Regions from separate parts of the Zea mays genome. Here region 1 is linked to region 2. The links are chromatin contacts, called in public Hi-C maps. All regions are on one chromosome and are shown on one strand. The core of a region is the stretch at or near the end of the contact, and the rest is flanking DNA. Distances in the headings are between cores, read along the strand shown.

Region 1 (2,826 bases), core at 288-2,787, 330 kb after region 2:
GATTAGTGAACTGCAGCTATAAAAAAATCACATAAATTGTCCTTCATTGAGTTTACCCGACAGAATACTTAGCAATCTTCACTACATTTCTGCACATTGACTGGCGCAATATTCCTATTTCTACTATGGAAAAGAATCAAAACCAGTTTAGTTATAGAGCGTTTGGTGTGATGAATCAAACAGCTTGATGTCACGGAGGAGCGCAGGAATATTAAAATCGTCGCAGACACATACCTTTCCCCAGAAGCCAGACACCTTATCGTACCAATAGAACCCCGGGCGGAGCCTAGACGGCGGGCACGGGCACCCCTGCAGCACCACGAGCTCCTCAGGCGACAGCTTGGAGCCGTTGACGTACACGTCCTCCGCCCGCAGCTGGTTTGCCGCGCATTCCCGTTCACTCCTCATGACCAGCTCCACCTCTGCTGCGCTGAGAAGCCGCCGGAGCACGCGCGACCCTCGCCCCAGCGCGTCCCGCCTGGACTCGGCCACTGGCCGGCCGATGCACTCCAGGCACTTGCGCCCCTCCGGCATGGAGCCCATCGCCCGGAGCACGCACCCCACGCAGTACCGCGCGCCGCAGGCGAGGCACGACTCCTTGTCGCGGCCCCAGAAGCCGCCTCCTTTTCCGCACCTGTAGCAGCCGCGGGTCCTGCCGCCCCTCCAGTGCGCAGGGGAGAGGGAGCCGCTCGACTGGCCGGCAGCAGCACGGGGCCGAGTCTCCCCTGCGTCGGCATCGTCGTCGTCGTCGTCCTCCTCCTCATACTCGTCCTCGTCATCAGAGGACTGGAGGAGGGAGCCGCTGGTCTCGGCGAAGGTGACCACGGGCGGGTGGTGGCGAGGCTTCAGCGGCAGCGCCTCGGAGCCGCCGTCGCCGTCGCCGTCGCCTGCGGCCTCGTCGTCGGAGGGGGAAGAGGGGAGCTCGGCGGAGTGGTGCGCGGCAGCGTGGTGGTTCTCGATGACGGAGGTGGGGGAATCCACCACAGCTCCTCCCCCGGCTGGCGCGGGGACGGCGGAGCGGGGCGCCGGGTGGGCGTGCGCGTGGATGGCGTTGCAGAGGGAGGACGGGGTGAGCGGGCGAACGACGGGGAGTGGAGACGAGGAGGCGGAGGGGGAGGCCGGGGGCGAGGAAGACAGCGCGGCGAGCGGGATGCGGGAGAGGTCGAGCGGGATGGCGCGCGGGAGCGTGTAGGGGAGTGGCGGGCCAACGTACTCCGCCGCGAAAGAGTAGTCGCTGGCTCCAGCGGCCATGGCCGGAAACGGCTGCAGCGGCGAGGAGAGCAGTGAACAGGAGGCGGCGGCTAGGGTTTCGGGAGAGGCATGGGGGTGGGAAACCCTAGACGAGGAGGGGAAAGCAGGATGGGGGAGGAGTAGCTGCTTTTTGGAGCATGCGCGAGGGAGCGAGACGAAAGGGAGGAGAGATGGAGAAGGCGACTGCTTTTGCCTGTGAACTGTGAGCTGGGTCCGTGGACCGGTGTACCAGTCCTGCCTGCCGCGGCAAGAAACAGAGTACTACACTCTTCAGTATTTCTGTTTCTTCTTCAGCAAGCACAGCTCCTTAGGTTTTAATTGGTGCAACAAATATTTTGTTATTAGTACTTTGAATTTATGGGTTATGTATAAGACATGTGTGTAATATGTGTCTAATTAGCACGCAGCAATCGACAACTCTATAATGACGACAACTAAAATAATCATGAGCAACGTCGTTTAGATTAAACAGTTGAAGATGGGATTTTATGTTAGGAGGTGTTTGGAAGTAAAGTTTTTTCACGGTTTTAGAAGAATAGTATGCTCAAATACTGCAGTATTTTTATATAGAATGGTGTTTGCCAAGCTAGCTAAAATATGTGTTTTCAAAACTGAAGTATTGTAAATATCTTAGTTATTTTAAGATATTCTAAACTTAGGTCTGGATATCGGTTTCTAAAACTGTAGTATTTAAAATTATGGTATTGTCATAACTAAAGTATACTATAGTATTTCAAAAATTGTGGTTTTCAGAAACTTTGTTCCCAAATCGGACCTTACATGTCATATATCCACATAGGTTGTGTGGGATTGTTTAGTAGCAGACCAACGACTAGGAGATAGGAGGGACACAGACAATGCTTACAACTAAAGCTAGAAGACGACAAGACTATTGATTATGGTAACCGATAAAGTGTAATCTAATGTAGTTACAATAAAATTGAAACATCGACACCATAAGTTTATATCATCTTTTTGTAGAGTGTGGTGGCGGGCTAATTTAAAGGTGAAACGGGGCATAACTAGATAGAGGCTAGCAAAGTCATATCTCTTATGCTTCAAATATTTATAATTGTTTATGTATAGTATTATTAAACCTCATTGCCTGGTCCTTGATATAATGAGAGCTATCTGATACAACCTTCTTATACCTTCAAAATCTTCTAATTCATGTTTTGTCACTAACCAACACCGTCTTCAAGTGCAATACAACAAGGGAGAGTATTTCATGATGTTACATGAATACTAACTACTTCTACCTATCCAGTTAGAAATAGGGTGTTTCAAATTTATTCTTCTCAACAAACCCGACCACTCAAAATTCAATCAGTGTGTGACAAATTTGTTATTGTTGTTAGTATGATGAATATATGAGTTATTTATAGAATATATGTGTGGACTTATATCTAATAAGTTTATGACAATGAACGACCAAACGCATGCAGTGAAGATGATAACTAAACAAATCTTGAGTGGCATAGTTTATGTTGAAACGTTGAAGATAAGATTTTACGGTACATATTATGTGCCCTCTCTCCCTTGCAAAACCCCTTACATTACATATGGTTGGAGTGG
Region 2 (2,798 bases), core at 121-2,620:
CAAGCACTAGCGTGCTACTGCTAAAAGCGAAGGCCAGATACTAGGCATATTCGCGAGTTTACTTTCTTTTTCCGAAACAATTCCAAGCTCACAGCTAATCAAATATACTTGTGAAATTCAATATGGGGGTTGAAAAGGGGGGACCTACATCATCATTCTAGGACGGAAGGTCCCCATCAAGTTGGGCAGCCTCCAGCATCAACCATCTTTCCCACTCCCTATAAAATCCCAAATTTAATCTCCTTAAATCAGCTCCACTCAACTTCGTTAAGAGTAGAAAATAAGGCATGCGTAACATATAGCCCCTAGTGCGCCCCTGCATTGCTTGAAATTTGGCAGCAGTAGGTAAGAGTTTACTGGTTTCATGATCCTAGTGCCTAAATAAACATGCAATCAACGGTAGAACTGGATTCACTCAAACTAGAACTGCGTTCAATTTATAAGCCACACTTGTTTCAAGCCATGAAGCAAGTCAATACAACATGCAGTGTCCCAAGTGAACTTTGCAGGCGACACACATTCGCAAAAAACAAGCACAAATCAGCATTATATAGGGAGTGTTTGAATGCACTAGAGCTAATAGTTTGATGCTAAAATTAGCTAAAGACATCCAAACAAGCTAGCTAATAATTGAGCAAATTAGCTAATACTTAGCTAGCTAATCCCACTAGCAAAATTTTAGTCAACTAACTATTAGCTCTAGTGCATTCAAACACCCCCAATAAAGAAAAAAAAAACAGATGGCATTAGATACAGTAGCACGACTTCGTTTAGATGGCAAGCGCGCGGAAGTACCGTACCCTGGGAAAGCTCGCAGCACGCGCGCGCGCTGGCGCCGGGATGCGCCGTGAGACGCGCCATCACGGCGGCCACCGTCACCGGGGACCCCATCAACGCCGCCAGAGGCCTGCGGAAACGACACGCCGGTCCCAGCTACCGGGCTCAAGTCACCACCAAGCCGAACGGCTGTAGGGGGCGTTGTACTGAACTTACCGCGCGGACGGGAGCGGGGAGGAGGTGGTGGCGAAGGCGGGCGGGACGCGGCGGCGCGGGGCGTGGAGGCGCGCGGCCGCTGCCGGGCGGCGGACGGCGGCGAGGACGGCCCGGGTGGCGGGGCCGCGCCACGCCATGGATGGAGAGATGGATACTGAATAGGGTTTCGTCGGAGTGGGAAGAGAGTGGGAGGAGATGGCGGCGGCGGCGGCGGCGGATGGATGTATGGCAGGATGTAGGGGTTTTTTGAAAGGTAGCACTAGCAGCCTGACTAGTTGGAGGAGGAGAGGGTGGGGTGAAGAGTCGTCGTGGACCGGATTCTGCGCTGATTGGGCCCGAAGAAATGGGCTTTGCTGAACAGGCGGGAGCGATATCGTTTTCCTGCACTTCGTCCAAAAAGTGAAGAACGTGTGTACGTGTGCATGCCTGGGTGTATGAGAGTAGAGAATGCCACAAATATTTGGAAATATGCCTCTTGTCGTAGTAATAAGTGATACACTAGCAAACAACGACATTAGTTTAAATAACCAGGTTGTTTATCAAACAACAAAATCTAAACTTAATGATCAATCCATTTTTCTTACACCCAAGATGATCAGTTGCAACTACGTACCAAACAAGTGACCCTCCGTATAGATGGCCGAACAGATACGGCACTGACTCTATCACTGTTAGGCACCACACTGTTAAATACTATTAGTAATAGTATTATGCCGTGCAACACTAATTCCTGGCTATCGGCTCAATCACGACGGTGTAGTGCTTAATCATGTCGTACCTGTACTAACACACAGCAGTGTATATCAGTCCAACAACTATTTCATTTTAAAAACTCAAAAAATATAGAAAATCTTTAAGGTTATATATATAATTTTAAGACTTAAACATTTATACCATTCTAAATTAATTTATTATGTTTAAAATCATAACAATTCACAATCATATACGCACATCACAATCACGTTTATAAACCACCTGTTGGGCACCAAATTGAGAAGGCCGGACGGTCCAGCCCTGGGGCCGGACAGTCCACGGTCCGGACAGTCCGCGCCTGTGGGCCGGACGGTCCGCGCAGGCGCAGAACAGATTAGGGTTCCGAGTTTCTTGCTATGTTTGTTGGCGAGAATCTCGGGATAAACTCGAAAATTTGTTTGTAACGGGTCCAGCCCCCCTCCTCTATAAATAGAGAGGTATACAGCCGATTTGATCAACGAATCGAACCTTCAATCAATACAATTTACATTTTATCCTAGGAGTAGTTCTAGTCTAGTTTAGGTTTAGTCTTCCAATCCCCAAATCCTCCGCTTCTCTTCGACTCTACGTCGATTAGAGGAGTCTAGGTCGGTCTACCCGAGCCTAGACACCACCTAGGATCTCTACTCCCCGACGGGGTCCCTCCCGGGAGCGAGATCCAGGCGCCGCCAGCGATCTTTCGCCGCCCCTGCGCACGCGCGGACCGTCCGGCCGTCAGGCAGGAAACCCTAGCCTCGCGTCAGGTCGCGGACCGTCCGGCCCTGTGTCGCGGATCGTCCGCGCCTGACCAGAGAGCACCACCGCTGGCTTTTGTTGAGTGTTTGGCGCTCCAAAAGGCGTCAACATACTTTTTGGCGACTCCGCTGGGGAAAACAAATATAGACTCATCAAATCGGCCCTCAATGGTCGATTCAAGGGATAGCTCTGATATTTCCCCAAGCAACATCATAGAGCCAACTTGGGAGACCTTGCCGGCTGACGAACAGCTCCAGTTCGAGGAGCACAAGGAGCAGATGATCCAGGAGGCAAAAGCAAAGTTCTTGGCCAACTTC

What was found. A called contact is a pair of places that touch in the nucleus more often than the background predicts.
Region 1: a contact with region 2 is called in a Hi-C map of tassel, with 3 times the contacts expected there. The contact joins the promoter of LOC103640517 here to the promoter of LOC100276977 in region 2. A contact is called at or near these places in 3 of 25 Hi-C or Micro-C datasets (ear, leaf and tassel).

The regions. Positions count from the first base shown.
Region 1 is chr1:169,305,602-169,308,427 of Zm-B73-REFERENCE-NAM-5.0, forward strand. It overlaps LOC103640517 (extra-large guanine nucleotide-binding protein 1), which reads right to left and starts at 1,538. Exons shown (of 8, transcript XM_008663356.3): 1 at 235-1,538. The coding sequence starts at 1,251.
Region 2 is chr1:168,978,634-168,981,431 of Zm-B73-REFERENCE-NAM-5.0, forward strand. LOC100276977 reads right to left here and starts at 1,371. Exons shown (of 5, transcript XR_004855378.1): 1 at 994-1,371; 2 at 801-907; 3 at 149-218.